5 separate regions of the Mus musculus genome follow, and all the other regions are linked to region 1. Evidence: chromatin contacts called from public HiChIP or PLAC-seq and promoter capture Hi-C data. All regions are on one chromosome and are shown on one strand. The core of a region is the stretch at or near the end of the contact, and the rest is flanking DNA. Distances in the headings are between cores, read along the strand shown.

What was found. Promoter capture Hi-C pulls out the DNA fragments that hold promoters and counts their contacts. HiChIP or PLAC-seq counts read pairs in DNA pulled down with a chosen protein or histone mark.
Region 2: a promoter capture Hi-C map of hippocampal neurons shows a contact between it and region 1, with 7 times the contacts expected there. The contact joins the enhancer-like site here to the promoter of Gabrg2 in region 1. A contact is called at or near these places in 5 of 39 promoter capture datasets (cranial neural crest, hippocampal neurons, liver and 1 more) and 1 of 115 datasets of contacts at active chromatin or transcription factors (SST interneurons).
Region 3: an H3K27ac HiChIP or PLAC-seq map of embryonic stem cells shows a contact between it and region 1, with 6 times the contacts expected there. The contact joins the promoter of Ccng1 here to the promoter of Gabrg2 in region 1. A contact is called at or near these places in 2 of 39 promoter capture datasets (cranial neural crest and hippocampal neurons) and 2 of 115 datasets of contacts at active chromatin or transcription factors (astrocytes and embryonic stem cells).
Region 4: an H3K27ac HiChIP or PLAC-seq map of VIP interneurons shows a contact between it and region 1, with 5 times the contacts expected there. The contact joins the enhancer-like site here to the promoter of Gabrg2 in region 1. A contact is called at or near these places in 5 of 39 promoter capture datasets (the 3T3-L1 cell line, embryonic stem cells, frontonasal cranial neural crest and 2 more), 1 of 484 Hi-C or Micro-C datasets (cerebral cortex) and 1 of 115 datasets of contacts at active chromatin or transcription factors (VIP interneurons).
Region 5: a contact with region 1 is called in a promoter capture Hi-C map of hippocampal neurons, with 8 times the contacts expected there. The contact joins the enhancer-like site here to the promoter of Gabrg2 in region 1. A contact is called at or near these places in 12 of 39 promoter capture datasets (the 3T3-L1 cell line, the C10 cell line, cranial neural crest and 7 more).

Annotation. Positions count from the first base shown.
Region 1 is chr11:41,997,726-42,003,881 of GRCm38.p6, forward strand. It overlaps Gabrg2 (gamma-aminobutyric acid (GABA) A receptor, subunit gamma 2), which reads right to left and starts at 3,132. Exons shown (of 10, transcript NM_008073.4): 1 at 2,502-3,132. The coding sequence starts at 2,605.
Region 2 is chr11:43,341,280-43,347,435 of GRCm38.p6, forward strand. No RefSeq gene overlaps it. Among named protein-coding and RNA genes, the nearest start is that of Mir146, 30 kb to the right of the region's middle. Within about 2 kb of position 3,597, at least 46 of the 459 cell types and tissues checked have an H3K27ac peak or open chromatin away from gene starts, as enhancers often do. A contact at or near this core is called in SST interneurons, hippocampal neurons and pre-B cells, where this site is marked.
Region 3 is chr11:40,752,675-40,758,830 of GRCm38.p6, forward strand. It overlaps Ccng1 (cyclin G1), which reads right to left and starts at 2,612. Exons shown (of 6, transcript NM_009831.2): 1 at 2,327-2,612; 2 at 1,134-1,394. The coding sequence starts at 1,394.
Region 4 is chr11:40,779,605-40,785,760 of GRCm38.p6, forward strand. No RefSeq gene overlaps it. Among named protein-coding and RNA genes, the nearest start is that of Ccng1, 27 kb to the left of the region's middle. Within about 2 kb of position 2,412, at least 6 of the 459 cell types and tissues checked have an H3K27ac peak or open chromatin away from gene starts, as enhancers often do. A contact at or near this core is called in VIP interneurons, where this site is marked.
Region 5 is chr11:40,923,467-40,929,622 of GRCm38.p6, forward strand. No RefSeq gene overlaps it. Among named protein-coding and RNA genes, the nearest start is that of Ccng1, 170 kb to the left of the region's middle. Within about 2 kb of position 3,880, at least 13 of the 459 cell types and tissues checked have an H3K27ac peak or open chromatin away from gene starts, as enhancers often do. A contact at or near this core is called in hippocampal neurons, where this site is marked.

The DNA of each region.
Region 1 (6,156 bases), core at 1,882-4,381:
CTCCCTCTAAGGAAGGACATACGTTTCTAACATGCTCATTCTTATGCTTTGTTTTAAGATTTATTTGTCTTTGATGTAGACACAATCTAGGGAGTTTAGTTGTTCAATGGGAAACACAGCTTATTTGGAGATTTATAAATATAAATGTCCATTAAATGATTCTTTTCTTCTCCTGCAATGTTCAGTACCTTCCTCTGCTATTGTTTACAACACAGACCCTTAGAATCTCGTTTTTTTTCAATATCATTGTAACCACTCTCATGAACCTCTGAACCAACTTTAGAGATTAATGGCATGCTCAGCCATTCAAATCATTTATGGAACTGCAGCAAATTGAACTCTGATCACATACACTGAACCAAACTACAGTAGTTACTTCTTCTAACCTTACTGTGAGGATACAAAAACTATCTGTCTGGAATTCTTGTAACGCATAAATCCATCATTTAAAATTCTGTTAAAGCCCATCTAAGCTGCTCTTACGATTGCAAGATAATAAAATCAAGTAACATCAAGTTTCAGTTTTTAGATGAAAATTTATTCAAAAAGTGGAGTTGTTAGAGAAAAACTATCTTAAATACATTTGCATCACGTGCAATAATAATGTAATATTTTTGGGTTAAAATAGAATGTTTGGAGGTGAAATACATAAGAATATACTCAGGCAGTCAGTTACAAAGTGTTTACTAAGATGAATGGGAATAAGAAAAACAGATACATTCTCTCCTGCCTGGTCTAGATTTTATTCCACAGGTTTCATGGGTTGAAGAAATACAGGGAAGATAGACTCAATTTATTGATGCTCTGATTCCCAAAACAAAGTTTACTAACTTTCATAAATATGATAGGAAAATATGTGGAGATTTTGAATAGAAAATATTTTAATGGTTTTACTATGGTTTATGACTTTTGATATTATTCCCAGTGTTTCTCTCCTCTTCTGGTACAACTTCTTCAACCTGTAGTTCTTAATGAAACTATCTACTGTACTCAGTGTCTATTGCCAAGGGGAGGGGGACCAAACAAACAAACAAACAAACAAACAAGAAAAGTGGCGAAGGGGTAAGAGCTAAGCACAGGCTGCCTGCCTGAATTGAGAAAGTGGAGATATTACTCTTTGCTTTGCTTGACTCTCTTCTGTGTCCAAAATCAATGTGTTCTATCACCAATACTAGAGAAAGAAGGACAGAAAAATGTATAGATATCTGCAACAAAGCTTATTATTGTTGTTGTTGTTGTTGTTATAAGTACTACATCACCTTCCAAGAAAACTTTGGTGTAGTGTCTTGATATTTCCCATAGATTCCTTTATCAGAAGTTGGGGAGGCCACAACCATTGGAGTAGTTTGTATAGTGGTTTGTCTCAAAATGTTAATACAGAAGTGCATGCCATGGAAAATGTGGACGTCCAGCCTGCTGTTAGTTCTCGTTGGAAACTGTAATGTGGTGAGGGCTACTTCCATGGATAGAAGTGTGGTGATCTGTGCATGGAGAGATTCTGCTCTCATAGGCTTACTTCAGGGAAGTAGTTAATAATCTAGAGGAAACACATTTCTGGGATCACCCATCCTCAGAAGTTCAGCCAGTTCGCCCCACTTTTGTTTGTGCAGGAAGACTGTAAATCACTCATGCATACTTCACAATTTGGACACTGAATTTACTTGGATGAGCACGTTTTTTTATAAGTCTGCAACCAGGCCAACTCTGCTCCAGATATATTTCCTATACATTCATTGAACTATATTCAGTACCTCATGTGCAGTAGTCCCCCTCCCATCTGAAGGTAGGAGTAACATTAACCCGTGCTGGGTCCCCAGGCTTCTCTGCTGTATTTTGGCCCAGTGGCCTGACTACATGGATGTCCTTTGTAGATTTAGGGTTGCTGCATGGTTTGACAAGCCTCTTTCCATAAGGCCCTTAGCTGGACCGCTGTCCTTGGTGCTGAATCGTGTTTGCCTCACTGGGATTCAGCTGCCGGGTCAATGAGGCTGGATAGAAAACCTGGCTGACTGAAAGCTCAGGTGCAGGACCAAAGAAGACTGTAGTGTATAATAAAAACAGCTCTGTCCCCGCCCCCAATCCTCCCTCACACAGATCACGCTTGTGTTCGCCAGGACCCCATTTGTAATTTTCTCTTCCAGACCCCCCACCCAAATGCCTTCAATATGGCCTCAAATGCCGGCGTGTGCAAGCACAACCCACTTCATATCAGATTGCAGCAAATTCAAAACCTATTCCCCGAACACGGAGTCTATGAAACGAGCTTAAGCTCTTTGAAACAAAACACAAACAAATAAAACCTAGTTCATTAACAAATAAACCAATATGTCCTTCCTCTCTCTTCCGTCTCTCTGCTACCCTATATAGTCACTCTTCCCTAAATTGTGACGCTTAAATTCCAAAAGAGTGTCTCAAATCTGGGTGGTCTCCCTGCTTCCACAACCTTTTATCTCCCCCACATCTCTCTAGAGCCAAACGACGCTGAAAACGGCCCATCTTACCCTGGGTAGAGCGATAGCAGGAGCAGAATCCACAGCGTCATTTTCTGTGAAAATACAGGAGAGTAGACTGAGCTTCCAATGCTCCATGTATTTGGCGAACTCATCGCTTTTTTTTTTTCTCTCGCCTCTCGCCTCTGGGTTGCAGAAGAATCCCTCCCCTTTGTATTATTATTATGCTGATGATTTGATGCCGGCTCCCCCCACCTGCCTCTAGTAGGTCCCGTCACTCAGAGATGTATTGCTACCAGCTTAAAAATTAATATTCAGGGGGCAGAAATAAAGATCAGTACAAACGCTTGCAGATACCATCAAAGCGTCAGCTCAGGCAGCAGCTTCCAAGTCTGAGAGGATAATAGAATTGAGGCAGGGGGATGGTACACGCAGAGATGTACACAGGAAGGCAAATGAGAGAAGCAGAAAGGCGCTCACATTCATGCCCGGTGCACTAACAGGAATTCCCAAGGGTCGGTCCTTTTAGGTTTATCTACTTGCTCTTTTTCTTTCTTTCTCTCTTTCTTTTCTTTCTTTTTAGATGGGGCTGTGCTCTCTTTGTCTGGTTCTGTTGTGTGGGAAAAAAAATCACTCAGTAGAGGTTTTGCCTGATTAACTCTCACAGATTAACTGTGAGGTCAAAGTGGAAGAGATGTGAGTCTGCAGGAAGAATTAACACATGCGTGAATTCTTGCCAGCACTCTTTAACCCTTTCCTGTAGCAGCAGACTAGGATTTCCATTCACGGGACAAAAAGAGATGCTTCAGTACTCCTAGGAACAGAGTTACTAGAGAGAGGGTTAGTTTTGCCCTATTTGAGAACAATGTTATTAACTTAAATCATTGCATCGTGTGGGGGAGGGGCACCAAGCAGTGAGAAAAAGTAGCTGTGCTTTGCAAACCATCTTCTGAGAGAAGGGTTTGGTGCATGTAAATTGAAGGGAAGCAAAAGACACTGACACAATAAGGCATGGAGAAAGTCAATCTGTTGGAATGCTAACCAACACAGCTCCATGGAGATAGGTGCTTAACCAAGATCACCAAATAGGGCCCTGGTTTGCTTATGCCTGTGTGTACCAGTGGGTAAAGCAGTGGGAGATTGGGCAATGGGAGACACTTCTGTCAATTCTATAAGCTCTGTCCTTCGTTTTCTTAATAATTTTACATGTTTTTGGAATCCGTCTTGGAAATCCCTGTATTAACACTCTTCTTTCTTGATCAAATGAGCCACAGGGACAGAGGAACTCTCTTCTTATTCTACCCTAATTAATCGGCCATACTCTCATATCCTGGGGCAGGAGATGGCAAAGCACTTTCCACTTCCTGTAGAATCAGCATTTCATATGCAATATGTTCATTAAAAGACACAGGGGAGGTAATTGTCTCAACATTTTTATAAAAGCTGCCAGTGCTCCATGTCTAAACCAAACCTTCTCTGAAAAAAAGATCATGCTATACGAATGGCATTTGAATAAGAAGTCCAAAATGTGGGAATTGAACATAAGATAATAGGATCCCAGTTCCATCCTTACCTTCAAAATTACACCTGAGAAAAATGGGAAAAAAATGTTGATGGCTTCTGCCTATGACATAGGACTAGGAGATTGCTTCTGTTAGATACATCAAGGAAACCTGCATGACAGTAGCCTTAAGCTCAATTATTTCATTGCATGGGACAAAATCCAATTAAAATAAAAACAGCATTCACATGAGGTCAATGGATTTCTTCCCACTGTGATTTCAACATTGGCAGAACAAATTTAAATGTCTTTTCATTGAAATGTTTCTCACTCAGCTACATCAGGTAGACCAGGGTTTCCCTTCACAAATGCAGTTTATTCAGGTCAGAGACAGTCTACAATTACACATTGTTGAGGACTATATCTAATTTCACCATAGCATTAAGAATAAAGCTTACAGGCATATTTATAGATGCTTAAAAAAGTGATGTGAAAGAAAGAGGCAAGTTATAGATCACAAAAATATTAGATCCCATAACCACTGGAGTGGCTATCAGAATACACATGTCACTTAATTCCAATCAGAGTTACAAGAATAAATTGAGTGAAGAGAGTTTTATGTAATATCCTAAGTGGCCAACCAAGCAGTTAGGCAACCCACTAATTCGCTAATTTTTTCTAGATGATGTAAGTACTTGTGTGGGAAGAATCTGTCGTTTCCCCTATGGGACGTTTCAGGATTTCCAAAGTACTTTCTCAGATAAATTCAATTAGTCACTCACATAGTGAACCCCAAGAGAATGATTGTTATCAGTCACAAATTTTCACATAATAGTAATCTTTCAACCAAATGATAATGTTCATAATAATCTCCACAAATTATCATCAACCTCAATTAACAGAATGCCTTCTCACATGTTAAGAGAATTTTAATTGTACTATTTTTGACTAGTAGGCTTCAATGTGCCTCAGTGGATCTTCTTATCTGATGACTAGTCTTTGAACTAAGCTATTTTGATGTTTTCTGATATTGCCATATCTCATACTCATAAAATATATTATTTAATAACTTATTTCATAATCATCTTATCTATTTTATTAAGTTTATATCCATTACTTTATAAAATGAGGCTCATTTTATTATAAATTATATGCATGTCTATATGCATACATGTGAATTAAATTATATTAAAATTTGAAAAATATACTAGAATGTAAAAATGAAGAAAATGACCACTCACCTGCATTTAACTACAAAAGGAACTGCCATTATATGATACTATTTATATTTATTGCTTCTGCTGTTGTTAGTGTTATTTGTGTTAAATTTTAAATTTGATCTTAATTTGAAGCAGTGAGAATACTGGTGGGTTGTGATCAATATTCAGAGAAGCAAATTATGAGATTGCACATTGTGGGCCAGTAGGCTATATCTGTAGGGAAAAGCGACAGATTCAATCGAGTGGTTCCATTATCTAGGCATTCCTAACATAAAATGCAAAAGACAAAAGAATTGCACAGAAGCTTGTGTGGATAGGTAGATTGAAGCAAGCTATGTAGTGGCAGAAACATACAGAAAGACTAACTCTATAAGGTAAAGAGAAGAACTGACTCTTGAGAGCTGTCCTTGCCCAAAAGTCATCTTCTGACCACTACAAGTGTTCTGTAAGTAAGTACATACTTGCACATGCATACACACACACACACACACACACACACACACACACACACCATGCACACACACACACGTGCACGTTCACACACACACACACACAGAGAGAGAGAGAGAGAGAGAGAGAGAGAGAGAGAGAGAGAGAGAGAGGCAAAGACAGAGACAGAATAATTAAATAAGTAAATAAATTTCAAAATATTAAAAGTTTGATATATAAGCAATTACTTATGAGAAATTCAAATATATGACTTAAATTTTAGTTCTGGCAAAAACTCAGTAGGAAGACATTTGCAACTTTTGGGGAATTATTAATTGAACAACTAATAAGTATTAGAAAAGTCTATGATATAATGTGAAGGTATAAAGAAATTAAAGTAGATTACCTGCAGAATTAAATAATTAAATAATTAAATTAGCTCTAAGATTATACCTCATCTCTGGCAACTTAAATGAGTAAAACCTACTCTCTATTTTCCTAGGATTTCCTTGTTTAGCCCCAAATGGAAGAAAACTACTCAACACTAGAAGTTAGC
Region 2 (6,156 bases), core at 2,347-4,846, 1.3 Mb after region 1:
CTTTCTTCCTTACCACAGTGGTGGCCAGATGAAAGCAGGGACCATGTTTAATCATATGTGTAACTCCATTAGCCTCTCTGTTGCTCCAGGATCAAGTCCAAATGCCTTTTGCATTGTGCAGCTTCTGCACCACAGTCCCGAGATGAGTCCCGATCTGCTCTGAGTAAATCTCCTACCATTCCATGAGCTAGAAGCTTCAGCATCTGCCTGGCGCTGCCGAGGGTCACTTGATCTAGTTCACTGTAACTCTGCTGTCAGAGGCACTGGCCTTGGAAAGGACGAATGCAGTGCTATCAGGACCGGGTGAGTTCCGGTGAGAGTGAGCTATATATCCATCCCATAATCAGCCTCCAAACGCTGACACCATTGCATACCCCAGCAAGATTTTGCTGAAAGGACCCTGATATAGCTGTCTCTTGTGAGGCTATGCCGTTCCCTGGCAAACACAGAAGTGGATGCTCACAGTCAGCTATTGGATGGAACACAGGGCCCCCAATGGAGGAGCAAGAGGAAGTACTCAAGGAGCTAAAGGGGTCTGCAACCGTATAGGTGGAACAACAGTATGAACTAACCAGTACCTCCGGAGCGCGTGTCTCTAGCTGCATATGTAGCAGAAGATGGCCTAGTCGGCCATCATTGGGAAGAGAGGCCCTTGGTCTTACAAACTTTATATGCCTCAGTACAGGGGAACGGCAGGGCCAAGAAGTGGGAGTGGGTGGGTAGGGGAGTTGTGGTGGGAGGGTATGGGGGACTTTTGGGATAGCATTTGAAATGTAAATGAAGAAAATACCTAATTAAAAAAAATAGCAAGCATGTCTCTCTGGCTTCCAGTTTCACTATGTGTGGTGGACCCAATTTTGAGATGGATACTTGCGGCCCCATTGCCATATTCTCTAGCCACAGCAGACATTATTAACCGCTTGCCATACCATTTCCCATCACAACCATATTTGGCTTTTAAGTCCTGATGATACCAATGTTCAAGTCAGCCACAAGCATGCAAACAATCAGGGACACACAGGGGAGTAAACGCTATCTAACCACCCATGCCCTATGTGGCTCATAGATTGCCTGTTTGCCATATCCATGCCAATGGTAAGGAAATGTCTGTGTTTTTACTTCCAGCCTAAGGACCAGTCAGAGAAAGTTCATCTCCAGGTAAATTCTTCCTGCTCATTCAGTCCTGCTACAATCTTCTCAGCATAAACTTTAACTCATAGCCAAAGAAAATCCAATCACCTACATGTGCATTCTCAGATGTAACTGCAGGGGTCAGATATGGGGAGCTGTCCTGGCTAGCTGTTTACTTTGTTTTGGTTGGTTGGTCGTTCTGTCCGTCAGTTGGTTGGTTTGTCTTTCCATCCTCTGTTCCTGTGGCTGTCCTGCTCTTGCTAGATGCGGCCCCAGTGCTTTCTTTGTGGTAGATTGTTTTGCCTTTCATTACTGTCTGCTGTTAAACAATGAGATCTTCATTCCTCCAACTTTTATTCCCCCCCCCCCTCCGCCCCCAGAAAAGTTCAAACCATGACCAGCAAGCTGAGCTCTGACCTCTAAGTTGCCATCACAGAGCAGCCAAGGAACAAAGAGAGAGTCAATCCCACAAAGAAAGACAGCCATCACTGTGAACCTTCTTCCCACCTCCTCTGTAAAATGCCCTTTGAAATGTTTATACGTACACCTCTGCTGAAATGCTGCAGCTCCAGACTCACAGATTGTTGGTGTAGAGCAGTCCCCGGGAGCGTCAGCCCCATCCACTGGTTAGCTTGAAGAGCCAGAAGACGTTTATTTGCTCCATCCGACTCATCTGAGTTGTAAAAGCTAATTCATCTCTCACAAGCCATTTCCAAGAAAACGGGTGAAGTCCTTACATTGAAAAGAGCAAACTACAGGAGGGTGTGGAGAGAGGAGATATCAAATAAGACTAAAGTATAAGAGTGTGTGTGTGTGTGTGTGTGTGTGTGTGTGTGTGTGAGAGAGAGAGAGACAGACAGACAGACAGACAGACAGACAGAGACAGAGAGAGACAGAGTAAGGGCATAAGAATGTTGGAATCTCACTATCCTCTACTATCAGAGTCACCTAGAGGCGAACACCAGATTGGGAGCACTAGAGAAAGGGCGAATAAAGAATTCAACTCACTTTTTGAGGACGGTATTTTTGGTTAATTGGGAGCTATAGTGAGTTCAAGAAAAAGAATTAGGGGTTGCAGTTGATCTGTTAGTCCAAGCAAGACACGGTAGTAGTTTCAGAAGGAGTCAGAGTCATAAAAGGGAAAGGTGGGCAGGTTAAAAATATGTCTGAGTCAAGTAATCAACGCAAGGCTAAGCACAGCATTGCAAGCGGGGAAGAGATACGAGATTTCGACAAAGTCTCTGACTTATTTAACTGCATTGTGGTTGCTGTTCAATGAGGTAAGAAACATCAGAAAGCACAGATGGGTGATTGCAGGCTCACTCTCAAAATGCTGATTTCAAGACATCCAAATGGTGAAGTCAGGTATTCCATTTGCAGCTGGTAGGAAACAGACGTGACTTTTGTATTTAAATGTGATGCATGGAAACAGAGGGGAAAGTTGGGCCTGACTAAAGGCACACTCCTTTTAATGGAAGCACTTGTGAAGCAGAGGCAGAAAGATATTGGTCAGGTCAAGGTCAGCCTGGTTTACATACTGAGTTTCCCCAGGCTAGTTAGGTAACACACAGTGAGCTCTTGTCTCGGGTAAGAAAAAGGGGGGAGGAGGAGGAGGAGGAGGAGGAGGAGGAGGAGGAGGAGGAGGAGGAGGAGGAGGAGGAGGAGGAGAGGAGGGGAGAAAAAGGAGGAGGAGAGGGAGGAAGAGGAGGAGGAGGAGTGGAAAGAAGTGCTTGGCTTAGCTAGGGTTATATCGTTAGGAGAGAGAATACAATGTGAGAGGAAACAAGGTCCTGGGACCACATGTAGTGGCCAAGAAGGTGAACCTCTAGAGAAACATGAGGGAAATCCAGGCACAGAAAAATTGCAGAATGGCATCAACCCCAGAGCCTTTTCCAAACATTAATTCCTCCCTTGGTCCTGTTTCTTGAGCATTTGCACACAAGGTTTGAAATAGACCACCAATTTCTGGAAGAAAAAAAAAAAATCTGTTTTCCTTCAGGCCTTGGCTATTTCAGCATGACAGCTTTTGGCCTTGACTAAGCCTGTAGCCCCTGGAGATCCCAAGCTGCCCTCTGTGTTAAGAATCCTCGCAGCCAGAAGGCCATATGCAGCCCCAGACCTTACCATGGGTCACTATAAAGACATAGCCCTGGGCTTCGCAGTCTCTAAGACAACCAGAGACCTGGGTTCCTCTGCCCACCGTGCCTCCATTTCCTATGGTCCTGTAAGGAAGGCAGAGCCATATAGATAATACAAGCCTCAGTGTGCCAGCTACTCTCTGCCCTTGATTCTATGTCCCTGCACTTGGCTGCATGCAGCCAGCTCACCAGACTATTACATCTGCTCCCAGTATTGATGCGACATGCAGCAATTTGCTTTGAAAATCAACGTCTGAGGATTGGAGGGTTTGTCTGAAGTGCAGACCCGGCGCTCTGCTGAAAGGGTACAGCTGACTCACAACGCTTTCGTTTGTTTGGTTTACCCAGTCAGACGCACGCACCCCACCGGCCCTGCCCAGCATGCATGATCTGTGAGTCTCCTCTGGAGTTTGATTTGGGAGGATAATAAGCTACACAAAGGAGCAGATAACCAGAGGGGCTTACTTGCTGTCTGAAGGGTTTATATTTAGCTTGTGACTGGGCAGCTGTCAGGATGTGGCAATCACCCTTGGGAAACATAGTCCTGGGGGAACACAAAGGCGGGGCAGGACTAGGACAGGAAGAGGATATGGAGGGTTTAAACTGTTTAGGGACACAGGAAAGAGGACCAGACCAAATGTACCATATAAGCTATTATCTGGGGACAGTATTTTGGATACTTGAAGCACAGAATACAGACACAGCGAACACAAAATAGTGAACAAGAGGCATTTTCCCCAATGTTCTGTAAATGGCCCGCACAGAGAAATTCGAGGTCCCTTTGTCTTTCCTTCCCAGCTACACTCTATGATGAGCAGCCAGCAGAGCAGGTGGCTCCAAAAGCCTGTGTTCGCATGCAGATCTCATATGAGCTCAGAAGCCATCTCCCCTTGCTAAACAATGGAAATGCTGGAAAAGATAATCTGAAAGACATCAAAATTCTTCCCCAGCAAAGACAAGGAGAGTAACCTGAAGGGCACAGGTGGGGTCAACAGGAACCTGCCCATTATAGATGCCTGGGTCAGTTATCACAGGATGCTCTGCACTTGTTAAAGGTTCAGGGCTGATGCCATCCAAAACAAACAAACAAACAAAAACAGTGGTCAATGTTTTTTATTTAATTTAATTACATTTCTCCCCTCCCTTTCCTACCTCCAAGCCCTCCCCACTCTCCCTCAAATCTATGTCCTCTTTTTCACTAATTGTCATTACATGTATTAGATAGATAGATAGATAGATAGATAGATAGATAGATAGATAGATAGATAGATAGATTGATAGATAGATAGATAGATAGATAGATAGATAGATAGATAGATAGATAGATAGATAGATAGAACGTATTCAGGAATGCAACCTGTTTAGCTAGTCTGATTAATTGTATGTGTGTTTACAGGGCTGGCAGTGTGGCACTTGGCAACCATCTGGTATGCTCTTCCCTGGGGAGGTCCACCCCATCCCACTCTCTGCTTTATTCAGGTGCCTAGAGCTCTTTATGTGGGGCTGAGACTTCATGGGCTTTCCCCTATCCAATCTGTCATGTCCACTGGTGCCATCCTTGTTCAGCTCACACTTGGACAGTCTTAGTGGTGAGACTTCATGAGTACAGCTTCTGATATTACTAGGAGACACAATCTTAGATCAAAGTCCCTGATCCCCTGGCTCTTGCAATCTTTCTGCCCCCTCTTCACAATGCTCTCTCAGCCTTACACGTGGGAGGATTTTGTAGATGTATCCACAGGGACTGGAGTCCACAAACCTGCACTTTGATTGGCTGAGGGTTTTTTGTAGTGGTCTCCATATGTTCCAAACAGCACTTTCCTTGATGTAAAGACTACAGTTACCTGTAGGTATAAGAACAAATGTTTTTCGATTTTTAGGGAGTGTGCTGGTTTAGTAAATTAATGGTTCTAGACTCTTCTCCAGTTAACCAAGACTCTAACCAGCACTGAGTCTTTAGCTAGATTAGGCTAGCTAGTAGTTAGCTGTATTAGACATGAATTCCTTCTTGTTGAGCCTTGGACTTGTCTTAAATCCAACTGGAGACCTGATGGTTACTGCCAAGGCATGTGTGCCACTACTGCCCCCTTAGGGTTACCACGCCATGCTGGTTGTTGATGCGGCTCATTCGTGTTATAGTTAGATGGGACTGTTGCTCGCTTCCCTCCTTCGGAAACTTGCATGGTGCCTTCTGGTTCCGTGAAAGCTAGTGTTCAGGCCGGGCCGCTCAGGTCAGCTCCAGCTCAGAGGCCTCCGGGGCCTGTTTCTGAAATGCATCATGTCTTCAACAATAAGGATTTACTTTGATGGAAGTAATTTTTAAAGAGAGAAATGGTGCTACTCTCTGTTAGTCTTTAGTTACAATGTCCTGCTAAGTGAAATGGCAATGGGGCAGAAAGTGGCCGCTTACCGTCAACCAGGCAGCTGAGAAACGTGAAGAATGGTCACTCAGAGCTAGACAGCAGCAAGCACAGGCAAGGCAAGGACTCATCTCCCTTGTGCCAACCCCTCCCCTCTGCATTCCGGGACAGTGAGCCTGAGACACTGAGGCTGCCAGAGGAGAGAGAGAGAGAGAGAGAGAGAGAGAGAGAGAGAGAGAGAGAGAGAGAAAGTTTTACTTAAGCTTGGGTGTTTTGTTTGTTTGAGTTTTGTTTTGTCTGGTTAGTTGGTTGATTGGTTGGCTGTTTCTCTTGGTTTTTTTGTTTGTTTGTTTCTTTCTTTCTTTCTTTCTTTCTTTCTTTCTTTCTTTCTTTCTTCCTTTCTTTCTTTGAGACATGGCCTTACTCCATAGCACCCTGGCTGTCCTGAAACTCACTATGCAGAATAAGCTGATCTCAAACCCACAGAGATCTGCCTGCCTCTCCCTCCTGAATGCTGGGATTAAAAG
Region 3 (6,156 bases), core at 1,362-3,861, 1.2 Mb before region 1:
TTATATATGGGTAGTAATTAAGAAATACACCCTAATTCCTAATCCACAACCTAACATTCAGACTTTAACGGAGATTTAACTTTAAATCTATGATGTGAATAGATGAGTGGAAATATCCAGTCTATCAAGAAAGGTTTTGATTGGGGCTAGTGTGGTGGCTCAGTGGGAAAGGCGGCTGATGACCTGGGTTCAATCCCCAGGATCCGTATTCCTGCAGTGGTCCTCATCTCTACATAATATTGCAGCATGGGTGTGTCCATATGCACACAAACACACACAAACATACAAATATATGTAAGACAGTTTTTAAGAAATTTCTATGTTTTTGTTTTTTGTTTTTTGTTTTAATTTTTATCTTTTGAAATGGTCTCACTGTGTATCCTTGACTGTCCTGGAAGTCACTATGTCTACCTGGCTGGCCTCGAACTCACAGAAACCTGCCTGTCTTTGCCATCCGAGTGCTAGGATTAAAGGCATTTCACCAGGCCCTTAATTTTATTTTGATTATTCCTCTGTGTAAGGGAGAGTTAGCTAGGAGGGCGTGTGTCTGCCCTAGTGTATGTGTGAAGGTCAGAGGACAGATTTGGGGACTTGGTTCATTCTCTTCACTTAAGTGTTCCAGGGACAGCACTCAGACTTGACTCTCTGAGGCCTGTGTAACAAGTACTCTCTGTGTTCAGCTACTTTGCTGGCTCAAGACAGTTTGTTACATAGAGCCAGCTTTCCCGCTACTGGAGTACTACAATTAATGGCTTGATGTTAAATTACTTTCTACTTCAGTATACAACTAATAAGTGATGTTTTACAAGTCTTCATTATGGAAAGGAAGCATTGCCACATTTGAAAGTGGTTTTTGTATACCAGCCCTAATCCAGAAATTTGATGGCTTTTTTTCCTTTTTATTAATTTGATGTGTGTGTGAGTGTGTTTGGTACATTTGTGCATGTGCCAGAGGAGGCTAGAAGAGGGCCTCAGATTTCAACTGCCCACCTAGCTGTTGGAACTTAATTTAGATTTTCTGGAAGACCAACATGCACTCCTAGCTACTGAGCCATTTCTCCAGCCCTCTGCAATTTGATCTCTTAAACACATGGAGCGAAATTAAGAGCTGAGATATTGTAACATAAACATACCTTCATTTTAGACAAGAATCTGTCCAGTAAATTCACAGCTAGGGAAAATGTCTCCGTGTCAAAGCCAAAGAACTGAGTTAGACTAAGTAGATCTTTTACTTCAAAGTCCCGTAATCTTGCAGTCATTCTGAGGCCATTATCATGGGCCGACTCAATTAGTTTCAAGCCGCAGACCTTTGGCTGACATCTAGACTCCTGTTCCAACAGGGTGTTCAGCTGGTGTAGCAGTTTCTGAGAGTCAGTTGTCAGTACTTCTATCATCTATAAATAGAACAAACCCAGAAAAGAGCATAAGAACCCTGCCTGGCTATCTCTGCATTGTGGCAAAAAGTGCTTTATAGTGCATGCCCCCTCCACCCCCCACCCCATTTCCATTACGTCTAAGACGAAGACACTGCAAAGCCAAGGTCTGTAAGTATTTTTACCTTCTCCCAGTAGGTCACATTCCTAAATTGTGAGTTTGTATAGGACATAAACTATGGCTTAAAAATTTTTTTTCTCTACTTAAGCAAAGACTTCTTCATTGTCAGTACATGCCACAAATAGATACTGCCCCACATGATACACCCAAACTAAAAGTCAAATGATAGTACATACTCTGCCATATATGTTAACAACGTGAACCTTAGTTCCTTACCTATGAAGTAGAAATACGATTATTACCTACAATCTCATAGCTCATAGATTGGGTAGCTTAAAAGGAGTCACACAAACCGCTTAGCACACAGGTGCCCATTTATTTCCAGGTAATGAGCTTATTTTTACACCTGTGAAATGAGGGTGACAACATCTGTTTCTTGGAGTGGCTGTGAATAACACACGATATGACTCAGTGTGGCACGGTGCTTAGCACTCAGTGCTCCGAATAGTCTAACGCCATTTAAAAACCAAAAGAAAAAGTTAGGTGAAGCTGGGGAGTTGCATTGGTGGAAGTATGCATTACACTTCCTCTGAGTCCTGGGCACAACCTAAGCCCTGGATACAGAGGACGATTCTTCCCTGGGCAGTTTAAAGATGTGACAGGAAGGTCGTCTTGGTGAGGAACCACTAACTCAGTTCAGGGGTGCAGGTTGGGACTGGGAGGCATGACATAGGAATACCGCTCCCGCTGCGCCTCTCTCTAGGCGCAGACTAGCCCGGGCTTGCGTTCCGGAGTGCAGGGTTCTGAGATCCACCCCATAGTCCCCTCTCACCTTGACAGCCACGTCTTCACCACGGTGACCACCCACCCCGGGCCTGCTCTCAGCTCGCCCCACGTCCCCGATCCGACAGGCCTACTAAGGGGACGGACTAGGGAGTGGGGGTCAAGTGAGCAGAGGCCCGGGGAGGGGCCGGCGTCCCGGTGGAGGGTCCCTCAGCGCCCTGACCAAGTACTGCCTTCCTCGGGGTCAGCGCGCAGCGAAGGACTGCGCCGGGCAGTGGGGGAACAAGCTGGAGACCTGGCTCTCTAGCTGGGACGCATCTACGTCGCTGATTGGTGTGGTTCTTTTGATGGATGGTCTCTGAGGAAGCTCGGCCAATCAGCGCACACTTCCCGTTGTCCAGACTTCAATTCTCCTCCCCTTTCGAGCCACGCCCGACTCTCGCAGCCTCTCTCATTGGAGCATTTCCGAACTGTCCTTCCTTAAGCTGCGGAACTGAGTGTTCAGTGCCAAGGCTTGCCCGGGCAGGTCTGGCCTCTATTAGCCAGATTGGTCTGGGTAGCGGACCAGAATGTACTGTGAGGGTTTTTGTTTTGCATTGTTTTGGTTTTTGCTTTTTTCCTTTTGTTGTTGTTCACTGCAGCTCAGTCCCCTCTTTCTAAAAACACAATGGCAAGTTAAAAAAAAAAAATGCTTTCGTTCTCTTTACAGATAATGAGATGGTAGGCTTCTCTATAGTGTTCTCTATAGGCTTCTCTAGAGTGTTCTCTCTGAGTTTTAGGAATCAGTTCATCGTTATCTTATTTTGTTTCTTGCAAAACTTCTCAGATGTTACAATGATGTCAGAGTATGTAGTTTCTTGGTCCTCTGCTAATTTTCTGAATTTGTTCTTGTAGCACCCTCATACTATCATCAGTGACTTAAAATGCCATATGTCTGGCAGAAAACAGCAAAGAACAGTGCCTGGAAAACCCCATCTGCAGTGAGCCGAATCTCAGGCTTCAGAATAGGGTGTGAAGGAACATTATTCTTACAAAATTAATCTCTATAAGCCTCTTCTCTACCAGGTTAACGGAAAAATAATTATCCTGAACTCTTGCTGGACTCCTTTCGGGGGTAGCGGGGAAGGGCATGTCCTCAGGAGCAATGCACAGAGAGTAGGTTCTCAGCTCGCATGGCTGCAGTGGGGGTGAGGGTGAGGAGTTGGGGTGGTGACGGTGGTGTTCAGGATTTTGTCCATTCCAGTACATCTCATGAAAATAAGAAAGAGCCAAGCCGGCTGGCCGTCCATAACGGTCATTAACTAGATACAAGTGATGTTTTATTTGAGACAGGGTCTTTATGTAGTCCAAGCTGTCCTGGAACTCCTTAGCTATGTAAACTAGGCTGGTCTTGAACTTAGAGATCCACCTGCCTCTGACTCTCCTAGTGCTGGGATTAAAAACATGCACCATCATGCCTGGCCTTTTCTCTTTAATTAAAAAAAAAGTTTTAGATTTTAAAATTATATCTGGGGGTGTTGGTGAAGTGGGGAATGTATGGCACAGGAATGTGGCTACCCTCAGAGACCAGAGATGTTGGATCTGGCATTTCAGGCAGTTAGCTGTGAGTTGACCAAGGAACAGTATTCATTTGGATCCCTGGTTCTGTAAATCTACAAAACCAGTAATTTATAAGTGCTCTGTGGTGGTGTGAATAAAAATAGCCCCCATAAGTTCATAGAGAGTGGCACTATTAGAAGGTGTGGCTTTGTCGGAGAAAGTGCTTCAGTAGCAATTGGCTTTGAGATCTCTGAAGCTCAAAATCAGACCTACTGGCTCATTTGCTCTTCCTGCTGCCTGTGAATCCAGAGGCAGAGCTCTCAGCTCCTTCTCCAGAACCATGTCTGCCTGCCACGCTTCCTGCCATGACAATAATGGACTAAACCTCTGAAACTGTAAGCCAGCCCCAGTGAAATGTTTTCCTTTATAACAGCTGCTGTGATGATTGTGTCTGTTCACAGCAATAAAATCCCAACTTAAGACATGCTCTAGTGAGCCATCTCTCTCCTCCCATTTTTTTTTTTTTTTCAATTTGGGTTTCTATCTTGGCTGCTCAAAAATAGGCAGGAGAAATGTCTTAATCCTATATAAGTGGGAAGATTAAGTGCTGGGAAGCATGTGGTAAATGGTAGCCTTTTATGATTAACTGTGTTCTTAAGTGCTTTATGTAAATAGTTGGTTCTGTTTATTCTTTTATCGGTTTTCTTAACTTTGAAGGAAGCTTAAAGAGTGTTAATGCTAATAAGAATTTTCAAATGACTTTTGTTACCTTCTACGTCTTATGTTTAAAATTCCTGTTGAGAATTTGTTGGCAGTACATTATGTGTTAAAAAATATTTTCTCTTAGGATCCTGTGTTTTCTTTTTTAATTCTCAATTCTTTATATGAAAATTATTTTACTGACACGTTTAAGAAACAAATATAATAGGCAGTCTTTGCTTATTTCTCCTTTTCTATTTCAATTAAAATACACTTTACTTTCATTTTTAATTATTTATATATTTGTGTGTATGTATGGGTGTTTGTGCAATGCCCTAGGAAATGGGGAGGAGAATGTTAGAGCTCTGCAGTTGCAACCCGGGTGCTCTAAACTTTGGAGCTGTCTTTCTGGCCTCTGCTGTCGCGTGTGTGTGTGTGTGTGTGTGTGTGTTCTGGTCTTATGAACACAGTCACAAATACTGTAACTTTCTGACTGCAATGGACATGTCATGTCCAGAAGATAGCGTTTGATGGCACCATGCCCCTTCAGCTCTGAAAGCCTTTCCATCCTCTCCTAGTATTCCTAGGCCTTGGAGGGGTTGTTACAGAAGTCCTGCTCAGAGCTGAGCACTCTATACTTGCTTACTCTCAATACCTTGATCAGTTATAAATTTCTGCTTTAAATAGCGACTATCCTGGTAAGAGACTTTTCTGACCAAGGCTGAGAGAAGTTCTAGTCTATGACACAGTACTGTAACTTTGATTCTATAATATTGGAATAGAGAGCATCTTTTGAGTAATTTAAAAGAGGTGCAGAATTTAAAACAAGCAAATATCTATTCTTGTAAAAGTATGAAAGCAAGTATTTCATTATAACCCAGACCCAGAAAGACAAGTATGGCATGTATTCACTTATAAGTGGATAGTAGCTGCTAAGTAAATGATAATCAAACTATAATCTACAGACCCAGAGAGGTTTGGTAAAGAGGAGGGATCTAGTGGGGATGCATGGACCTCCCTGGGAAGGGGAAATAGATTCTAAAGGTGGACTTCGGGGGGAGGGGGGGACAGGTTGGGATGGGAGTGGGAACAATCAGGTAGGGGATGGTGGGAGAGTGTGGTGAGACAGCTGGAATTGGGGGCATTTGGGGTGGGGTGTGTGGAAACCTAGTGTAGTAAAAACTTGCTGGAATCTATGAAGGTGACCCTAGTGTGGACTCCTAGTAACGGGAGATACTGAGTCTGACCTGGTCATCTTTTGTAGCTAGGTGAGACTTAGGTTCTGTAACCACTGGTGAAGCTAGGTTGAATTTGGTTGAGTTGTTGGCTGAGGGCTTCCCATGGAGATCCTAAACAACACAGGCTCATGCTGGGACAGAAGGTCACTGTCTGAAAACTGACATTGGGGTTCCATTGCTAAGGACAACATCCTCCATCAGCCCCCCCTATCCTAAAATATTGGGAACCCTGTGGAGGAGGGGGAGGAAAGATTGTAGAAGTCCTAAGGGATGGAGGACACTAGGAAAACATGGGCACTGGATCACCTAAGCAGGACATTCATATAGGCTCCCAGAGACTGAAGTGGCAGGCACTGGCCTGCCTGGGTCTGTATCAGGCTCTCTCTGTGTATGTTACACCTGT
Region 4 (6,156 bases), core at 1,162-3,661, 1.2 Mb before region 1:
CCTTGTGCTATGGTTTGAACATGTCCCCGCTACCCCCCAACAAACATTGAGATGTTGAAACTTAGTGGTCAATATAATGAAAATAAGAGGTGAATGGTTAGGTTACTAGGGCTTCATGAAAGACTTGAAGCAAGTTGGGCTCCTTTGCCTTTCCACCTTCTCTTGTGTGATGAAGCAGTCACAAGTTTCCACCTTGGGAGCAGACACCAGCTTTCACCCCATGGTCACCCTTGCCTGAGCCTCAGTCTGGAAACTCCCAGCTGATAGAACTGAAAGAAAAAACAATTCCATTATTCCCAAATCACCCTGCCTTAAGTGATTGCTACTGGAGTTCCCAAAGACCAAGGTACTGGATAATAAGTTTCAGGAAGGAATGGAGATTTTCACAAGCGGGTATCAGTTTCCCTGACAAATCACCAAGCTTAAGGGGGCTATTCAATTAATAAGAGAAAAATTATAATAGAAGGGTTGTTAGAGACATTTTCTTTTATTTCTTGAGCCTCAGCTTCTTGATCCTATTCTCAGTCTAGCTCACTCCTTCACTCACCTTCCACGTCCTTGTCAAGTTACAGGAAAAAAAAAAACCCATCAATCAATATTTACTTTGAAGATAAAAAGCTGCATCTTTCTGAAGGTATATCTTTTAAGATGATGTAGTGGATACGGGGGGTGTCTGCATGCCTTGCTGTGCAACTGGAAAACTTTTATCTACATTCACTATCAGTTGAATTGTTTTGAATAATTGACAGTAAGAAATATTGAACTCAGTGGTTGGAAATTCAGGCTGTAGAGCATTTGTTACCATAATGCCTCATATAGAAAAAAGATCCATCACCGTCAAGAGTTATTTTCCTTTACCAGAAAACAATCAGTTAAATGAAATTATTCAAAAGTAGTTAAGTAGGTGAGCTCTGGGACCAGATTGCCTTGCTTTACCTTCCAATTGCATCGTTTCTCAGAAACGAAACTTTATTCGCTTATTTTTCTGAGCTCCAGTTCTCTGTCTACAGGATAGAGATAATATTTGTCACATAGTGTTGCTATAGGAATTAAATGAGGTGTGTTAAGTGCTTGGCACTGTGTTGGCATATTTTAAGTGCTTAATAAATATTAATTCTCATCATTATTATTCAGCCGATTGATCATCAGATAGCTGGGGCAATGATGAAGTCACTTCTGGGAAGGAATAATTACGGCATACGTACCCCCCTACCCAAGATTGCTATTTCGCAAACTTTAATATTAATGCACTCTATTCATGAATGAGATGAGCTTCGGAAGAATTGAAGGCTGAAGAGGAAAATTACCTAATCACCAAAGTGCTTTAAAAAGTTTGAGTCAAATTACACCAGATGCTAATAGCAAATTGTTAAGGAATAAGAATGTGGATACATCATTCCCAGGGTTATTTAATCTCTACTGCACTCATCACACTTAAAAAAAAAAAGAAAAAAAAAACTACGTTGACTAGGAACTCAGTATATATGTGAAACTATTTCCTATGTAATATATTTCTTTAAAATGAATTATAACAATATTTCCAAAGAGGTTTAGTATATAAGAACTTTCCAAATGGCTGGAGACACGTGTGCATGTGCACATGCATGTGCACACACACACACACACACACACACGTAAGCTAAGGGCAAAGTGTTTTATTTTAATGTAGCCACTTCCATTACCAAATGAACATATGCAATCATTTGGTTTAGGCAGAAGAATTGCTACATCTGGGCTATTCTCTATATAGAAACTAACATGCATAAAAATACTTGAGTATTTGTCATCAGATAGATCCAAGGTCAGGGATGTTCAAAATACCTTCTACCTCTTGTTCTCTGAAAAGAGTCAAGAGTTTATTCTCTTTTTTATCCCACAAATATTACTTACTTATCTAGTGCATATTTTCATGATCGTCTACCACCAGTCTTAGAATAGCTCAGAAGAGAATGTTATTTACTTTCGTTTATTGTGTATTTTCAGCATAGTCAGTTTGCAGCTTTATGAATCCCCCTTCTATTGAAACTAGTCAGCCCCGAATCATACTTTTGTGTGGACTGATTACATTAGGCTCATTTATCACCAGGTGCTCCTGGCAGAGAGAGAATGGCTTAAGACCTTTGAAAAGACTTACGTTAAAGATAGGGTCAGAACATATATAGGTAGTTCTCAAAATGAGGAACACAAGTGGCCAATATACATTTTTAAAAAGGCTAAAGATTCCCAATCATCCAGGAAATGCAGATGAAAACTGCTTAGAGGTACCACCTCATTTCAGTCAGAATGGATATCATTAAGAAATCTGACAACAAACTTTAAGAGAAATGTTGGGTAGAGGAGTCCTTATTCACTGCTGGTGGGCATGCAAATTAGAACAGCCATTATGGAAATCAGTATGTCGACTCATCAAAAATTAAAAATAGAACTACCATATGGTCCAACTATTTCACTCCTGGGCATATACCCAAGGGAGTCCATACCCTACCATAGAGACACTAACACGTGTTTATTGTTGCTATATTCATGAGAGCAAGGAAAAGGAAACAGCATAGACTCCCATCCACAGATGAACAGATAATGCAAATATGTACATAGGCACCACAGTGATATATTATTCAGCTATGGAAAAAATCATGAACATTTCAAGAAATTTCAGTTCTCAACTGTGTTTGTTTCTTCTTGCTGGTGTTTTCTTGGAGGAAACAGAAAGCCAAAATAGGTACAGCACAACTAAAGATCATTTGTTGATCTACTACTTTGCTCAATTACTATGGTGGCCCTTCATAAAATGTAAATCTTTTAGTCTTAGTTGAGTATGTTATGATATAAATATCTCACCCCCAGTTTGCAGATGAAGTAGCTTCCTGAAGCAGCTGAAGTACTTCTGTCAACATTCTAAATCTAGTAAATAATAGATCTAGATTACACAGCCTGGTTTGTGTACTATTAATTATTTTTACAGAGGGCTTCTGCGGGCAAATCAATGGTGGCATCTGGAACCCCTTTTTCTTATGCACACCTTCTCTTTGGAATAACGAACCTAAATTAAATACTTGTTTTAGTCTAGGATGATGGCTAAGGAAGCTGTGACATCTCTTTATGACTTTCAGTTTATTTTTAATTACATGGATATGTGTATTTTTCTGCATGGGTATGTGTCTATGAATGTGGTGCCCACAGAAACCCAAAGAGGTTGTAAGATCCACTGGATCTGGAGTTAAAAGTGACTGTGAGCTGTCCGAGGCACTGTGAACCAAACCCAGGTTCTCTGCAAGAAGAACATGTGCTCTTAACCACTGAGCCATCTCTCCAGCCACCTACTCAGCTCATTTTAACATACTATCTTTTCCCTTTGGTCCCTTGGCTGTCTATGACTAAAAACTTATTGAAGAAAAATTAACAGTCCCGTAGTTAGCATATTAAATAGACTTTTATCCCTCCTGCCAATGTTGAAACAACTAATTATCAGCCCTGGTTGGGAGCAAGGACATTTGACCTCTGATAGACCAACAGAATTCTTCAAAGAGGAAAGGAAGAACGAGGTCCCCTGCTCTCTCAGTTTTTAGTCATCTGATTTAATTGACCAAGAATAGGATTTGGTACTCAAGTCTTCACCGATGCACAGCGTTAGAAATAATGATTACAGCAAATCAGGGCTCATGAATATGCAGTTTATTTCTGCTTTGAGACATTTCAGTTATCTAAATTAAAAACACAAAATTATGGATTGCAAAGAAAGCAGTAGGGACTTTTTTATTTTATTTTAACAATTGGAGAATATCACTGGAAGTGAAGTCTTCCTGCCAACCTGAAACACATAAATCATTGTGCCAAGAGAAGGATGCTTTTCTAAGTGCTGGCTTTAACCCTACCCCCACTCCAAAATATACTTAAAAATAGACCATGGGAGCTTTAATTCATGTGGGTTTTCTTTTTCTTTTTTGGTTGTGAATTTCACTTTCAAGGCTATACATTCCAGGATTGAATCTAACACCAGCTTGTTCACAGGATGTTCCTTACATGCAACATCCACGCTCAGAAATTCAAAAGTAAGAGATTGGTTTTGGTGCCTTTTCCTTCCTGAAGCACCATTCCCCCCCCCCCCCAGAATCTTCTGGAATGTTCTAACTCTTACTATCTGAAGTCGCTGTAGTTTATTAATATTGACCCTATAGACCTATACCTATGTTTGAAAAATTACCTCTTCCATCTGCTGCTTCATGAAAATGGCTCATTTGATTCCGTCTTTATTCATTACCTTTTGAGGCAATCTGGCTAGAGAGTGGAAGTGCATGTGTTAATGTTTCATAATGAGTCAGGTTAGAATTGTCTTTTTCTAAGTTAAGTTTGCTAACCTCATTTCTCTGAGCAATGCCAGGCAGTTACTATGTGGATAAAAACAAACTTAATCATGTGACAAAGTAACTAAATACAAGACAGTAGGACTAAAATGACCTGTGCGTTTGTGATAATAATTAAAAGAATATGGAATTTCGTGGTACACAGGAGAGATACAATGGCATAGCTGGTGATTTTTTGCATTTCCTAGTGAGAATGGCTTATTCTTGTGTGCACTTTCTCTCTTCAGTCTCAGAATCTTCTCTCTTCACATGGCAGCTGAGGCAGGCCCTGCCAGTTAAAACATGGCATTTGGGATCAATGACTGATTTTTCTTAAAACAGGGCGAGTCTAATGAAACCATGATGAAGACTGGCCCATCTAGTTAGTAATGGGTGAGGGTAGAGATAACCCTCGTTTGCAGGGATGGTTGTTTGAAATGAATAGAACAATTTATGCGAAGAGAGTTGCAGAATCAAAAGGAGAGGTCCAATTCCAAATCTCGTGGGCTCACCGAAAGGCATAAGCAATCCTGAAGCAAAGTACGTCTGCTGGTTGGATCGGGCAGGCTTGGAATGAGAAAGAATGTGCTGAAATGGAGAACATTCCTTGAGGCTTTGCAGCGTTATTTCTGCTTCAGCCATATGCATCGCAAAGTCTTCTTACATAAAACAGCTTGGCATTTGTCATTGTAAATGCATATGCTGGCACATTTGTCATGTTCTTTGCATTTCTGAGTGAGCCTCTGCTATTGATGAAGAGCCATCTTTCCTAATAAAAAAGATCACAGTATCAAAAACAAAACTGGGTGCTTATTTCCTGAGTGATGCTACACCCCTAACCATGCTTTGCTTTTATGTTTGCTTGCGCTTTCACGTGAGCTTGCGATGACAGCAATCTGAGATTCCCCAGGCTGTCTTGCAATCTTGACAGCCACTTTCAGTGAATTCTGCTTTCTTGCTACCTACTGGTGATAAAAAGCAAATAAGTTTCATGCCCAAATTCAGCACTGAGCAGGTAGCTAGGACTCCTACTGTCCTACCAGTAAAGTAGCCTTTAAGAGACACTGGTGGCTGCTGAGATATTAGGAAGAACAGATTTATCATCTCATTTTCTTGGCTAGGTGGGATGCCAATGCACTTACAGCAGCAATGGTGAGAAGCTTTGGATAATCTCCTAGGCAGAGGAAGCATCCTGATGGTTACCCGACACTTGGAATCTCACAGAGGCTGAGATTCCTTTGCTTTCCCCATGTTATCCTTACTCTCACACCATCCTGAGTAGAGCAAAACACATGGATCCAGGTAGCATTGAAAGGAGGATCATGGCAGACATTAGAAGTAGGACCAAGCTAGTTACCAAATGGAGTAGGCTAGAGGAAGGGGGAAAGCCTGACCTTTGTCCCCAGCTTTTTTGATCAACGAGCATAGTTAATTAGAGAAATTAAATCATCACAGCCCAAGGTGTCCTGAGCTAGTTTACTTGAGGTCATGTGTACATCACAATGAACAGCCTAAGTTGATAGCTAAGGCTCTTACCTGGATAATTCCTAAGTTACACCAGGAGCAAATCTAGTTTTAACAGAATAAAACAGATGAGTTTTGAATCTGTGTCACAAAGGCAATTTTCTCACTTAGTGATTTTTATTTGGTCTGAAAAGAATCAAATAACTCTTTGTGAGAGAAAATACAATAAGGAAGTAGCCACATTGTTGTTATAGGTGACACGTCCTTCTCTTCTTTCTCACGTGTTTGTTGCCTAACATAGATTTCTATGGTTATTGTAATAAAGTACCACAAATTATACAATGGGTATTTA
Region 5 (6,156 bases), core at 2,630-5,129, 1.1 Mb before region 1:
ATTTCCTTAAGGTTTTGCACAGTTCAGGCTGGCCTGGAGCTCACTGTACAGTCAAGAATGAGCCCAGACTTTCTTTTTTAGCACATTTTTTTTATTAGATATTTTCTTTATATATATTCCAAATTTCAAATGCTATCCCAAAAGTTCCCTATACCCTCCCCCCACCCTGCTCCCTTACCCACCCACTCCCACTTCTTGGCCCTGGCATTCCCCTGTACTGGGGCATATAAAGTTTGCAATACCAAGGGTCCTCTCTTTTCAGTGATGGCTGACTAGGCCACCTTCTGCTACATATGCAGCTAGAGACACGTGCTCTGGGGGTACTGGTTAGTTCATATTGTTGTTCCACCTATAGGGTTGCAGGCCCCTTCAGCTCCTTGGGTGCTTTCTCTGGCTTCTCCATTGGGGGCCCTGTGTTCCATTTTATAGATGACTGTGAGCATTGACTTCTGTATTTGCCAGACACTGGCATAGTCTCATACGAGACAACTATACCAGGGTCTAATGGTCATATCTGCTCCTTCTATGAGCTCAGATTACAGGCCCTATTTTATGTGGTGCTGGGGATGGAACGCAAGGTATCATCTATATAAGGGATGTGGACTACTGACTGAGCCACATCTCCAACTCCTGAAGCACTTATTATTAATCTATTTTAACTGAAATATGGTATGTGAGAGTGTGTTTAGATTTTCACATAGGGAGAGCAGAGAAGGCAGAGATCAAGTGAGCGTGCATATTTACGTTGGAACTATAATCATAGTTTTACTGGAGACTTAGGAATAACAATGTTCCACATTCATTCTTTTGGGATAGCAAATGTCTTATGCTTGGGCCAAGAGGAGAAACAAAGATTTCTAGAAGCTGAGATGATGAACAAACACTCAGTGGGAACAAAAAGCCTAAGCTGTCCTAGTTTTCCTGCGATGAAAAGAATGTTTGTGTTTGTACATTTTTCTTTTTTTTCATAATTTGTTGTTTTATTCACATTAGGTCTCAATTGCAGCCTCTCTCCCTCCCTTTCTTCCCAGTCTTGTTCTTACAAATCCCTCTCTCCATTTCTCCTTCCCCTAGCCCCATCTTGGATACCAGGTCACCTTGGGACATCTAGTCCCAGAAGGACTAAGCACATCCTCTCTTACCGAGGCACAACCTGGAAGTCCAGATAGGGTAAGGGAATAGAATGACAGGCAACAGAGTCAGAGGCAACCCCTACATTCCAGTTGTTAGGAGAATCACATGAAGACCAAGCTGGACATCTGCTACAAATGTGTGGGGGCCTAGGTCTAGCCCCTGCATACTCTTTGGTTGGTGGTTCAGTCTCTGTGATCCCCATGGGCCCAGGTAAGTTGACTCTGTAGGTGTTCTCATGTTGTCCTCAATTCTCCTGTTCACTCAGTTCTATCCCCCACCCTTCCACAAGACTCCCTGAGCTCCCCCAGATATTTCTCCGTGGATCTGCACCCTGTTTCCATCCATTGCTGGATGAAGACTCTCAGGAGGTGGTCATGCCAGGCTCCTGTCTGCAAGCTTGACAGAGTTGATATATATATATATATATATATATGAAATTAGATATTTTCTTTATTTAATGCAGCAGCTCTAATACAGAGAACCGTTTGGTGTTTTCTCTTTTCAACTTATTAAAAAAATAGTGCCTAGAAATGCTGAGTACTTGACCTAGGTTAACCAGCAGGCTGTAGTGAAGCTGGGGTTTGAATGCAGCTGTGTCTCACTTAAGAGCTTGTCTAACACCTTCAGCAGTCTTCCCACTTGCTCTCCAATACGGTGGTCCCCAGCCTTTGTGAAATTGTTCTTAGTTCTTAGAGATCTACCCTAGCATGCCCATGCTGCATTTTCATGCAATATAATGTCTGTTAAATAGAAATACTCAAATATTTATTTTGAATTGGATGTGTCCATGCAGAATTAATAGAAGGCTTGCTGTATAGGGCATAGTTGTAGGTATTAAGAGTTTTGATTTTAGTTCCGCCGACATAACTCTGTGTTCATCTATCTCCCTTATTTTATCTGTTTGTCTGTCTGTCTGTCTGTCTGTCTTCTATCATCCACTCATGGAGTTATTGTAGCCCAGATTTGCCTCAAATTCATGATTCTCCTTCTTCAAGGTTTTGAGTGCTGAGTTTACAGGTGTGTGCCTCCAGGCTGAATTTACTAGATTTACTTGTATTTTGTCTTCTCAACAACAAAGCAAGGGCTCATTAAAGAACCAAACCGTTGGATCACTGTGAAGAATAGAAGATATTTTGTGAATGTTATGAAGCTCAGCCAGAAGAAATTACCCTGAGCTTCAAATATTTACTCCTTTAAAAGAGTCTGTAGATACATAAGGACCATGAAAACTCTGGGTCATAAAAATTGAACTTTATTTGAATTCTTGCTCTCTTAGAGTAGTAATCCCCTCTTTCTTACCAGTTTTGATACAAAAGCCACAGCTCTCATCTAAAAGAGAAAAGCTAGTTTATTTGAAGCCATTCTTAGTGACCACATCCCAGGAACATAGATTTAGGTTGCCAGTTGTCATATTCTAATGGGAAAGGAGTTTTATAGATTCACAGAGCAAAGAAAGACACAAATTCAAACAAGTTTAAAATAAATTGGTGGATATATCAGAGAGGTGGTGAGAGTCAGATGGGGGAAACCTTTTCTATACCCCCAGGATGTTACCTGATAACATTCTTAGTTTTTGGGTCAGTGCACACCAGTAGTACTTTTAGTTAATTAATTCCAAATGTTTCTATTTATTAGTTACAAGATGTTAGTTATGACACAAAGGTGGACAAAAACTGCTAACCCAAGATGTGATAACTAGCTTTTGGATCTTCAACATCCCAAACTCTGTACAGGTTGCAATTCTAATCTCTAATCTCTGTCAACAATTCCAGTAATTTTCGTTCACAGTAGTGAGAGGCACAAAACTCACATTTCTCTATGGCGTCTTTTGTTAGAGGTATGTCTGGGGCCCCAACAAAGGAAAAAAGGAAAAAAAACACTATTATAAGGTGAATAGAAAACTGTAAGTTTTAATGTGTAAGTTTAATTTCCCATTAGGAAGAAAAAAAAATCTCTAAACACATCTAAACATTTTAGTTACTGTTCTCAAGTATAACCCCACAAGATATGTTTAATAGAAAACATGGAGTCATTCATTTTGAGATTAACTAAATAAACTGTTTAATTTAAGTGGGAATTCAATTTGGGGGTTTAATTCTGTGGAATTATGGGACTAATTTTCTGTGTTTTTCTTTTCTTTTTTGTCTGTTGTATTCCATACCAGTGCCTCTTGGAAAATTAATCTTTAACCTTTAAGCAATGCCTTTTAATAGAGCTGAGAATCATTTCCATTTGTCAAGGTAGAATATTTCTTCCAAGAATAATTCCATTCAATATACTTATTGAAACTGTCAAAAAAAAAAAAAAAAAAAAAACAAAACCTACTGGCAGTTTATCAACAGGTATGTTAGGTAAGAAATAACATTTCCTTCACTACAAAACAATAGTAAATATCATAGGAGAAATGGAATGAAAAGCTTATCAGCTAGTGCTGCAGCTAAATAACACAAGAGCAGACAGGAGTCCTGAAGACATGAAAGACCATGAGGTAGTTTAAGCAACCAGTTTACTTGAGTTATTTATAGTCAGTCTTGCACACTTTAAGATTATCTGGCTTACTGTGCATAGTAGATAAGTGTCTGGCCCATATTATTTGTAAAAAACAAAACAAAACCAAAGACTGTAGGATTTGCATTTCGTGAAATAAAACCATTCCAGATCTGTCTCCTTAGAACTCAAAGGAATGGTTTTGAATGGTTCCTTTTCCGTTGCGACTGAAGGTGGAGCCCTTGAGCTGCGTCCCAGAGCTGGCCTCAGCAGGAGGATTTTCATACAAGCTTTTGTAGTTCGCAAAAGGACACGGAGCAATTTAAGCAAGAGGAAAAAAAGGAGTCGCTTTTCATCCAACTTGCTGGCTTGCCACCTCGCATAGCTTGTGGTGGAGCCTAGGTAAATGGAAATTAACGGGATATGATAAACTCGGCCAGGAGCCCCGTTGAGGTTTGGAAGTCGAGCTCTTTCCTTTTCATTATCTTGTAGTTTGGGTTTTAGGAGGGATGATAGAGGGGGAATGTTTTACTTTATCTGTTCTCCCTTGGATTCAAATCTCTACCCAGCCTCAGATTTATCATATGTATAACGAGTGATATCTTTTGCTGTTTTCTGTTATGTTTTAGCATTCTTTAGGTTTAAGGAATAATTAAAGTGTTTTCCACCCAGATCAGCTTCGAAATGGAAAAGACAAGAGGTATCAGAAGAGCAGCTGTACCCAGAAATTCACAAGTTTTACTTCATTTTCATTCCATTTAGAACCCCCTGAAGGTCATGGCCAACAACATTTAGTAATGTATGCACATATTGAAGTGAAGAGGTGGGTTTTGATCCTGTATCAGCTTAACTCCAACTTGTGTGCCATTTCCATTGTAATCAAAGCTTTGCATACATTTGTAAGAAATAACACAGAAAACAGATTTTATTTTATTTTTTTGAGATAAATGCAGAGTCTGAATTAAAAAGCACATTGCATGAATTTTAATTTCATCGAAATGTTATTTTTTGCTTATTGGTATGGCAGAAAAGAGCATGATGTTGCATAACTAACTTCTCCTGGGGAATCTTTCTTTGATTACCTCAGATATAAAAGCTTTGGACCAAACAAACAAACAAACAAACAAACAAACAAGAAGTCAGTTTAAGTCCAGCTTACAAACGTTGGGGTAGCTCTGCCAGTTGCTTTAGTAAATGCCCTTCCCTTAAGTGAGCGAGATTCACATGGACTGTGTTAGAGGAGTTCCCAGAGCAACTTGCAGGCAGCTACCCGAGGAGTTGCAATGGGTACTGCACAGATAGCATCCAGGAGCTGTGCTCTGAGTCCTAGTTGTTAAGGAGTCTCATGAACCTTTCCTCTGCCCAAGAGGGAAGTTTTCAGTGCAGAGAAACAGCTACACAACGACATCATCTTGACAAAACTATTGCTGAAAACGCAGTGTTGGGCTATGTGGGGCTCTCCGCTACATTTCACATTGTTCAGACACGTTCTTGTATTATTTATACTATTATTTCAAATTAATTGGCTTGGTGTTCTTTCTCTTCTTTTGATATAGTTTTTCTGTTTTATTATGTGTATCTTCCCCAATTTGAAAGAATAGAAAGGTTTTCAAATGATTTCTTTAAAAATAATCACACACACACACACACACACACACACACACACACACACACACGGGTGGGGGTGGGGACAGTTGACCCCACTTGTAAAAGTAACTTTTATTTACCAGATGTAATTGTCATCTCGGAGGCTTACTGCTATCAGTATCCATTTAAGTTTACGTAACATCTACTTTTACATACATCTCATCGAAAGGACAGACTGGCTGGCAACTCACTTAACAGTGAGTAGCTGTATCATCTGTAGTACTTATTTTTGTTGAAATCTCATCTTTGAGTATACAAGAGTATCAGCTTCCAAGATTAAATAAGTTTGTTAGTTTATTGGTATTGAGTAAGATCTTGAGAACAATGTAAAATTGTGAGAGCAGACAACCACTGTTTTTTGTTTTCTGTATCATTTTCTAATGTTAAGCCACATCTGTGTTACTGGAGCCTCACCCATTGGTAATTATTTTAATATTTTGCTGGACTAATTTAGCTAATGATTCTTCCTTTCATCACCACAAATGAGACTGTTTAAATTTTCTTTTATTACACTCTAATTTATTTTCATAACAAAATTATTATTGTCTCATAAAATGAAACTTCAAGTTCTTAATCTGTTTCTGGGTTGGGAATTGTTTACAATAAAAAAATGAATGGTACCTTGAAGGTTTGGGTAAATGTGTTTCTGAAACATGGCTGGTGCATGAATTTCTAATTCAATTTTTTAGCAATTAGTTTATTGCAAGTTCTTAAGTGTGAACATAAGGCTTATAAAACACACTGTAGGATAATAGAGATTTTTCACATTATTTACTGAGATGGTTTTACTTTTTCTTTGAATATAGTGAGTTGTTATTATTGATTTTTAAATGTTAAACTAACATTGTTTAGCTCTAATAAACCCCCTTTTTTTTAACCAATAATGTA